2 separate regions of the Pan troglodytes genome follow, and region 2 is linked to region 1. Evidence: chromatin contacts called from public HiChIP or PLAC-seq data. All regions are on one chromosome and are shown on one strand. Each heading gives the region's core, a stretch centred on a gene start, on an enhancer-like site or on the middle of the called end of the contact. The rest is flanking DNA. Distances are from core to core; before and after follow the strand shown.

What was found. HiChIP or PLAC-seq counts read pairs in DNA pulled down with a chosen protein or histone mark.
Region 2: an H3K4me3 HiChIP or PLAC-seq map of stem cell-derived excitatory neurons shows a contact between it and region 1, with 5 times the contacts expected there. The contact joins the promoter of UBE2G2 here to the promoter of CFAP410 in region 1. A contact is called at or near these places in 1 of 7 Hi-C or Micro-C datasets (stem cell-derived neural progenitor cells) and 1 of 1 datasets of contacts at active chromatin or transcription factors (stem cell-derived excitatory neurons).

What each region holds. Positions count from the first base shown.
Region 1 is chr22:44,934,387-44,939,421 of NHGRI_mPanTro3-v2.0_pri, reverse strand. It overlaps CFAP410 (cilia and flagella associated protein 410), which reads left to right and starts at 3,324. Exons shown (of 7, transcript XM_514938.9): 1 at 3,324-3,455; 2 at 4,692-4,710. The coding sequence starts at 3,379. LOC134809270 (a long non-coding RNA gene) reads right to left here and starts at 3,158. Exons shown (of 2, transcript XR_010154600.1): 1 at 2,590-3,158; 2 at 1,375-1,626.
Region 2 is chr22:45,445,504-45,450,250 of NHGRI_mPanTro3-v2.0_pri, reverse strand. It overlaps UBE2G2 (ubiquitin conjugating enzyme E2 G2), which reads left to right and starts at 3,358. Exons shown (of 6, transcript XM_531493.8): 1 at 3,358-4,160. The coding sequence starts at 4,118. SUMO3 (small ubiquitin like modifier 3) reads left to right here. Exons shown (of 4, transcript XM_024352427.3): 4 at 1-242.

The DNA.
Region 1 (5,035 bases), core at 2,075-4,574:
GGCAAGGGAAAAATCAGCTGGAAAAAGCATCAGGCAAACCTGCCTCCAATTTTATTCCTAAATAAGATCGCTACAAAGATAAAAAGCTATGAAGCTCCCTCACAATTTGCCCACAAGGAAATTCCTTGTGGGCCTCAAGATCTTTACCCTCAAACAGTTCTGTTGAATTTCACCCTGGAATGTAAACTGATAGCTGATCTTCACAGGTGTGGGACAGGAGGTCATCCCCCCGCTCACCGGAGACACATACCTATCTGTTTGCTTTCTCTGCCTTATTGTTTATGTAAAAATGCAGATTCACTAAGCTAGACCAAATTGTGTATTCAGTGAAAGGACTCAAAAGAATGCAATCTTTTGTCTCTTATCCACCGATGACCTGGAAGCTGGAAGCCTCCCTCCACCCCCACAACCCCACCCGGCCTTCAAGGTGTACTGCCTTTCCAGACTGAACTAATGTACATCTTTTTTTTTTTTTTAAGACGGAGTCTCGCTCTTGTTGCGCAGGCTGGAGTGCAATGGCACAGTCTTGGCTCACTGCAACCTCTGCCTCCCAGGTTCAAGCGATTCTCCTGCCTCAGCCTCCAAAGTAGTTGGGATTACAGGCGCCCACTGTCAGGCCTCTGAGCCCAAGCTAAGCCATCATATCCCCTGTGACCTGCACGTACACATCCAGATGGCTGGTTCCTGCCTTAACTGATGACATTCCACCATAAAAGAAGGGAAAATGGCCTGTTCCTGCCTTAACTGATGACATTGTCTTGTGAAATTCCTTCTCCTGGCTCATCCTGGCTCAAAAGCTCCCCTACTGAGCACCTTGTGACTCCCACTCTGCCCGCCAGAGAACAACCCCCCTTTGACTATAATTTTCCTTTATCTACCCAAATCCTATAAAACGGCCCCACCCTTATCTCCCTTCACTGACTCTCTTTTCAGACTCAGCCCACCTGCACCCAGGTGAAATAAACAGCTTTATTGCTCACACAAAGCCTGTTTGGTGGTCTCTTCACATGGACGCGAGTGAAACCCACCACCGCACCCAGCTAATTTTTTGTATTTTTAGTAGAGACGGGGTTTCACTATGTTGGCCAGGCTGGTCTCGAACTCCTGACCTCAGGCCATCCACCTGCCTCAGCCTCCCAAAGTACTGGGATTATAGGCGTGAGCCACTGCGCCCGGCTTAATGTACATCTTATACATATATTTTTTCCTCTTTTTCCATCTTACACATATTGATTGATGTCTCATGTCTCCCTAAAAATGTATGAAAGCAAGCTGTGCCCCAGCCACCCAGGGCACGTGTCGTCAGGACCTCCTGAGGCTGTGTCATGGGCTTGTCCTTAACCTTGACAAAATAAACTTTCTAAACAGATTGAGTCCTGTCTCAGATATTTTGGATTCACAGCTGCTAAGCTGCTCGGTTACAATTGAAGGCTCATAGGTTAGGGGTTGTTTAAAGGTAGTTTGGTGAACAGGGGGCTAGAGCATGGGGAGTGCTGATTGGTTAGGTGCGAGATGAAATCTAGCTGTCCTTTTGGTCCTTTTGTGCTGCATGGCTTCTGGGTGGGGCCACAGGAGCTGTTGGCAAGACATCTAGCTGGATCCATCCGTGTCAGATGTGCAAGAAACCTGCAAAGATACAATAGTGATGTTCTACAATAGTGATGTTACCTGCAGGAGTAACTGGGGAAGTAGCTTATCTTGTGACCTCCAGAATAATGGCTGACGAATGTTTACATCGCATCTTAGTGGAATTCATGCTCCTCTATCCTTCTAGGCTGGTAGTGTAACCGCCCAATGGGTTCGCCTTGCCCACTGCCTAGACAGAACCGATTTATCAAGACAAGGGAATTGCAATGGAGAAAGAGTAATTCACACAGAGCTGGCTGTGCAGGAGAGCGGAGTTTTATTATTACTCAAATCAGTCTCCCCAAGCATTCGGGGATCAGTGTTTTTATGGATAATTTGGCGGGTATGGGCTCAGAAAGTGGTGAGTGCTGATTGGTCAGGTCGAAGATTAAATCATAGGGGGTCAAAATGAGTTCTGGCTGACTTCTGTCCCTGGGTGGGATCACACACATGGTTGAGCCAGATTATCCGTTTGGGTGGTGTCATCTGCTGCATCTGAATGCAGGGTCTACAAAATATTTCAAGCACTGATCTTAAGTTTTGCAACAGTGATGTTATTCCCAGAAGCAATTTGGGGAGGTTCAGACTCTTGCCGCCAGAGGGTGCATGGCCCCTAAACTGTAATTTTTAATCTCGTAGCTTAATTTGTTAGTCCTACAAAGGCAGACTGGTCCCCAGGCAAGAAGGGTTTTTTTGGGAAAGGGCTATTATCAATTTTGTTTCAGTTTAATCTATAAACTAAATTCCTTCCCAAGGCTAGTCTGGTCTACACCCAGGAATGAACAAAAGCAGCTTAGAGGATAGAAGGAAGATGGGGTGGGTTAGGAGATCTTCCCCTGTCATAATTTCTTCAGTTATGATTTTTGCAAAGGCGGTTTCAGTGGTCTCATTAGCTTTACAAAGGCTGTTTAGTTTTGAGGAAGGGCTGCTATCACTTAAACTATAAATGTCTCCCAAAGTTACCTTTGCTTATCCAGGAATAATTAAAGGCAGCTTTAAGGCCAAAGGCAAGATGGGGGTTGGCCAGATCTCCTTCAAGGCCATCCTTCTCTCACCGATACAATTTTTTGCAAAGGCGGTTTCAGAACGTCAGAACGCCTGTCTTAATGTAACTGTGGCCCATGTAACGATGTTTAGAGGGTCTTATCTGATTTCTAAAAGGCTGAAATGCTTGTAAGGGCTCTGCTGGACCTGCCCGTGCGTCTTTCCTATAAATGCGTCTTTTCTGTAAATGCTGGGAGGGAGGGAGACAAGGAATCAACACAGCCCCAGGGCTGCCCTGGGTTTATTCCAAGAGTTTGAATCGCGTAACTTGGAGCTGTGTAGCGCCCATCCCATCCACGCTAGGCCTGCGCTCAGAGTCAGGCCTAGGCACTCGGCCATGATGCGCGTCGGACCGAGCCCACCCCGCTCGGTTCCTGGGAGCAGCAGTTCAGCCCTCACTGGGCCGACTCGGGGACCGCCCCCTGCACCCACCCTCTGCTCGCTGCGCGCTTCCGGGGTCGCGTTAGAATCGCGTCAGAGCCGGGCGCCCTAGGCCGCGCATGAGCAGGAGCAGAGCCAACGTGTCAGCGGCGCCCAAGCGGCCCCAGCGGGCTCGCGTCGCCCCGCTCTCCTCACCGAGCCGCCAATGGGCTCAGGATCCGCCCCTGACGACGCGGGCCCCGCCCCTGGAGACACGCGCCGCGCAGTCGTCACCCGCCCGGGATCAGGAGGCCGGGGGCGCCCGCCGGTCGGGCCTGGGCGGCCGCCATGAAGCTGACGCGGAAGATGGTTCTGACCCGGGCCAAGGCCTCGGAGCTGCACAGCGTGCGCAAGCTCAACTGCTGGTGAGGCGGGGCCTGGCCGCGGCCGCCCCGGGGTGGGGGGAGGAGCCGGGGCGGGGCGAGGGCGGAGCCGGAGGGAGGAGCCGGGGCGGGGCGAGGGCGGAGCCGGAGGGAGGAGGCGAGGCGGGGCGGGGCAGGGCGGGGGCGGAGTGGAAGGGGGGAGGGGCAGGGACGAGGGCGGCGAAGGAGCCGCGGGTGAGGGAGGGGAGGAGGCCGGGGGTCGGGGTCGCCTGGGCCCCCCCCCATTTCCCGGCCCGCCTTTGCCCCGGCTGCCCTGTGGGCTGGGTCTGTTGTCTGGGGTTGCCAGCAGTCACTGGGACCAAGTCGAATGGGAGAGAGAACTGAGCTCTCCAGGACTGAGTCAGGAAACACGTTGGTAATCAGTACTGGGGGCGGCCGTTCCCAGGGTACTCCTAGCAGGTGACAGGAAGGGACGTGGGTGCGGTGGGACCCATGCAGGCTGAAAGGCGGGTAATGCTGAGTCTCACTGAGCCAAGGAAGACCAGGAGCTTCCAGAAGAGGGAGCCTGGAGTTGAGGCCTGCAAGATCTCCAGGGTTCCCTGGGGACTCAGCAGAGTGACCGCGCCGTGTCAACTGGCCGCACCGTGCAGGCGGGTGTGGGGGTCAGCGAGAGCAGACGCCTCCTCCCAGGGGTGTCCGCAGACTGCCCAGAGTGAGCTCTTCCCTGTTAATTAAAAAGCTTTTCTCTCTGCCCTGGCATATCTGGTGTTTTGGCTACAATTCCCGTGTCATTTGCTTTCAATAATGCATTTCTTTGTTTTGCATGGGGTGGTCAGTACTCCCACTAAGCTGGGAGAAACAACAACCCTATTTCAGGCTTTTGAAGTTTGCTTCATAAGTTGCCTGTTCACCCTTTGAACTTGGCCTCTTATAAAGACGCCCTTGTTTATGTCTGTCAGTGAGAGAAATGAACCTTCTGCTACTCAGGGACCATGAGGAAGAGTTCATCTTTTTGTGTCTTACAAATGGAGCAACCCTGCTGCTCCTTATCTAAAAAGTACCACCCCAACGTCAAACATACAGTTTAGCTGAAAATCAGCTAAAACAATTGTTTATACCTTTGCCAGTTATCTGGGCAACCTTCCTTTTTTGCCATGCCATTAAAATCCTAGAATCTTAAGGTTTGTAGGGAGTCATCGGTGATTTTTGGAATTTTTGTCTTCAGTGTTTTTTATTCAACTTTAACAAAATTAAAGTATGTATCTTTTCTCTCCCCAGGGGCAGCCGCCTCACAGATGTAAGTATTGCACTGATCATCTCCAAATAGCCTCAACCCAAATGTTGTAGCTTCTTTCCCAAGAGAATTTTTAAGTTGACAAAACTGCACCTATCAATTCAGTCCCACACTTGGTACTTTGTTCACTTAGCGGTTTTCATTCTGCAGAACCACTAATGGAAAAACAATTCTCTAGTGCCAGGCTTATTTTGCAGTTCCCGTCAACATCCCTATAAATGAAACACCCTTTGTCACTTGGTCGCAGAGGAGGGGAGCAATAGTTTGGAACTTGCTCTCACCTGGAAAGGAATCCCAGGAGGGCTTGTTTTACTTTGTTACGGGGAAG
Region 2 (4,747 bases), core at 2,109-4,608, 510 kb before region 1:
GTTCTGCCTATTGTCCTTCCCTGAGGCTCCATTGCTGCTTGGTGGCCATTCTCCGCCTTTTTATAGTCACCTGAACGATGACCCATCGTCTCTTGCTTGCTTGAAATCTTGCTGAAATGTTCTCATTTCCTGTTTGCTGTATGGGCTCGGGTGGGATGTTTGTTGGCTCTGTTGTGTTTATTCACCAATTTGTACATTATTTGTTGTCCTTTACTACTGTAAACAGTAAATATAGTTTGGTATTCTGTCTCTTGGCTTCTACTAAACACTGCGTTTGAAGGTTGGGGCATACTGGTACAATTCAGTGTTTGAATTGACCATTCCAGGCGGCCACTGCACTGAGAAACTTTGATTGAAAAGCTAGCCGCTGGAAGGTTAGTATTCGCCTGGCAGCTCATTTCCCCTCCCCTGGCACATCACCAATGCTAGTCCAGCCTTCTTCCTGCTGAGGGATGCATCCTCTCCTCAGAGACCCCCTGGCTGACAGCTGTCTGAGCTGGCATCACTGTGACATGTTACCCTCCCTCTCCTGGGTTTCGTATGTAAAGAAAGGGTGGATTTTAGAGGCAGGTGAGCTTGGGTGTTAGTCTAGGACATCTCTCGTTTTCTGGTGTTTGAATGTAAGTCGGCTTTCCTTCTGCCATGGACAACTTACCTATCTGCTTTGAAACTGAACTGACGTTGATTTGGCTTTAAGAATTTCCCAGTATGCAATGGTGTAACAAAACCCAGGTTGAAAATGAGCTGTTTTAGCCCATCAGTTGAATGAACCCAAGGTGAAGAAAGATGGGCAGCTGTGGAGATGGAACACGTGATTCACTTGCACCAGGAAGAGTGCACGGATTAAGGCACAATACAGGATGGGGACATCTGCCAGATTCCCTAGGCAGCCTGGGGCGAAGCGGCTGCCAAAATCAATGAGGAAAGGGATGTGTCCCAGGCACCGTAGGTTAGATAAGAATAATGGCCAGGAGCATATGTGGATGTATTAGGGCAGCGCTGCTTGAACTTCCACCCACAACACCTCACAGCAGAACCAGCAGGATGTCCTGTCTTTCTAAAAAAGATTTGTAGAGATGGAGGTCTCACTATATTGCTGTATTAGTGCATCCTCACATTACTATAAAGAACTACCTGAGACTGGGTAATTTATAAAGAAAAGAGGTTTAATTGACTCATAGTTCTGTAGGCTGTACAGGAAGCACGGCTAGGGAGGCCTCAGGAAACTTATAATCATGGCAGAAGAGGAAGGGCATGGACACAAATCCAAACCATAAATCAGTTGCCCAAGCTGATCTCAGACTCCTGGCCTCAAGTGATCCTCGTGCCTCAGCCTCCCAAGTAGTTGGGATTACAGGCATGAGCCACGGTGCCCAGCAAAGGTATGTTCTTGAAGTTGTCTTTTTTCTGAGATTTATGCAAATGGTGCATTTGGAAAAATAGATCTGTTGGGATTACTATTTTCAACAAGATTACTTATGTGAAACTGACTCCAAGAATCTTTGGGTTAAATTGATGCTCCTGGAGGAGAGAGGCCCTATTTATCCTAGTATCTATGCCTGGGGTCCCAACTGGAACTTCTCCAGTTTTTGCACCGAAAGGTTCACATCCCAGGAACCCCCACTCCCAGGAAACTTGAGTTGTCATCTTAGCCATGCTGCAGGAGTGCCCAGCTGGAAACGCGTGATGTTCATGGGAAAACCCCACCGTATAACATGGGTTAAGCTGTGAGGTCCTTTTTATATTTCAGAACTTTAGTTGCTAAAGATAGAAAGCATTAATTTTATTCTGTACAGTTGGCCTCCCCAGGGTGTGCTGCCATGCAGTATTACACACTGGCTGCTCAGAATCCCTGGGACTCCACTGCCACTTGATCCAAGTTGAGAGTTCCACGAGTTAGCCAATTAAAATATAGGATGCCCAGCTAAACTGGAATTTCACATAAGGTACTGAACGATGTCCCTGAAATGTTGCAGAGAGCCTGGTTCTCTGAAGATAAGGTGTTGTAACAGTCCTGTTGAGGGGAGAGACTGCCATCTTGTTTCAGCAACTCATATTTCAAGTGACTTTTGTCACTTGAAGCTGAAGCTAATCCTGATAGAAGCTGTAAACCACATTTCTGAAAAATAATAATTGGAAAACATACAGTGTTCTGCAGTAAGATGTCTGAAAAAGATTGATAAAATTATGAAAACATCAAGCATATGTTACAGTGAACATCACAGCATTGACAGTAATGCTTTATTGCCCACATCTCCCATAACTGGAAAAGGGGAGCTGCTCTCCTTTAGGAGCACTGGACAGACTGCCTTGGGGTGTGGGGTGCTGTCTGATTAGAGAGAGAGCAGCTCTTGAATGGGGGAGGAAGCACCTCCACTGTGACTTTTTGCACATTGCATTTGCACAAATTACTCTCTGAAACAGTCTCAAAGGACCATGTCATTTTTATAAAGCACTGTGGTCATTTGAAAAGATGGAGGTAGACTGAAATTTTGAATTTTGGGGAATTTTCCTACACTATGCATACTTGTGAAGTTTGTATTGTTAAATTTCATTTGATTTGACAAATCCGTGTTAAGAGTATACGGTGTCCAGGTACAGAGGCTGCCCCAGAAACAAGACAGAAGTAGGCAGGGACCCATGGCTCTCATGGAACACGCTTTTGGTTAGAGGCAACAGATAAGGGTAATACATTTATAGCATGCTAGTAAGTTCTATAGTACGGTGTGTTGAGTAGGTGTTGCAGAGAAAAAGGTATGCGGTGAAGGCCGGGTGGTGATGGCCTAGGCCACACTGAAGAGGCAACATTTGAGCAAAGACTGAAAGAGGGTGGGAAGAGTCGGGGACAAGAGCCGCCAGAAAGTGTTTCCGGGGAGGGAAGAGTCAGGGACTCTGAACCAGGCCAGGGCAGCTGGAGTGGAGTGAGAGGGAGGGAGGGTCAGGGAGTATGGCGGGGTGACCGGAGGCAGAGCAAAGCACTGCAGGACTTCAGCTTTACTGAGTGAAATGGGCGGAGCAGCGTGTGAATGTGATCAGACTTCTTTTAAAGGGATCATCTGCAATGCTGGGAAGGAAAAGACAAATGATAGATTATTGCAACAAACAGCCAGGCAAGAGATGCAAACTTTTTTTTGCAAAGGTGTGTGTGTATATACATCCTTGCACCGGACAGCCACGAAGCACTTACTGTGCTGTGAAGTCAGTAAGCATGTGGGTTAAAATCGCTCACCTCACAGCGGGTCAATCGGGAAAGCACACCCACTCACTACAGCCATTATGGGAAAAAGGGCTCGCTCCTTACAGGATCCTCAACTGTGGAGAGGCCGGGAGCCCACGCGGGGCGCTGGGGAGTCTCTCAGCACCCCAGGGGTTCGGGCAGGGACCTGAGCCGCGCCCTCCCTCCCGGGGGTGCCCTGGGGTCGAGGCTGCTCGGCAGAGCCGGCGGTCAGTTCGAGCCGCGGGCCCGAACAGGGCTCTCCCCGCGGCTCTCTCCCTCGGAGTAGAAGGTGCTGGACCCGAACTCCAGCGGAGCCGCACAACACGTGGAGGAAAAGCGCCAGGACAGCTAACCTTCCCACCTTTTCAAACCTGAAACCCGGCCGGCTGGGGACGGTTGGAATGTTCAGTGCGTACCCGCACCTCAGGCCCCTTGTCTCCAGCCCCAGACCGCCCCGCGACCATCCTCCCCACCCCCCGACCTCTTATCTCGTCCCCGCCCTGTCTCCCCAACCTCCATCCTCCCCTCCACAACCCCCGTCCTCCCGCCCTTCGGCCACGCGCGGCTGGCACAGAACAGGCAGTTAGCGCACACACACTAGAACAGGCGCCACCGTTCAGGAAGTCTCTACAAGACCAGGACCCTGAGGCCTCTGGAAGTGCCGGGACCGAACCAACCCCGCAGAGCGACTAAGGCGAGGGCAGGAGCCAAGAGAACCGTAGCCGCGGTCGCGGGTTGAGCTCCCACCACCCGGACAGCGCGCCTCGGCGATCGCGCACGCGCCACGCCCCGGAAGAGTTCCTGGGCCCGCGACGGTGGCCCGGAAGCAGTCCCCGGTGTCGGGGCAGGAGGAACGCGCGCGGCTGAGGCGAGGTCGCTCGGCGCAGCTGTTGCGGGGCCATGGCGGGGACGGCGCTCAAGAGGCTGATGGCCGAGTACAAACGTGAGTCTGGGGACCCGGGCCGTCAGCAGCGTCCCGCGTTCCTGCTCCCGGGCCCGCGTCGTCCGGCGGGGCTGGGGCAGGGAGCCTGGCGGGGGAGCCGGGCCCGGGGCCTCCACCGCGAGCCCCGCTGTGGGTCCCGCGGAGTGCCGCGCTCTGCGCCCGCTGCCCACTCTCACGCGTGAAGTCGTGAAGAGAAGCCTTCCCAGCATCGGTAAAGGCAGCGCCGGCGCCGTGTTAGTTGAGAGCACACACAGTTGAGTCTTTGCGGGCTTGTTTTTTTCTCTTCTATTTTTTCTTTTCTTGGCAGCCTTGAGAACGTGCAGTGAGAGCTTGAGGAAGAAGGCCTGACTTGCTGCTGCGGAATTAGGAGGGAAAAGTGTATGCGTTAAAAGGGGAAAGGCTCGTTGGTGGAGCTTTGAAAGGTCAGATTTTGGCTTTCCCTCTAATGAAGGAAAAGGGTTTTTGAACAGTGCCACCTGTCACTCCTCCTGGGTAGTGTTGAGAAAACCTCTTGAGTGCTTTCCTACCCGGTAAATTAGATATTTCTAATGTCTGAGGAGAGCGAAGGGAGGAATGAGAACCTAGGA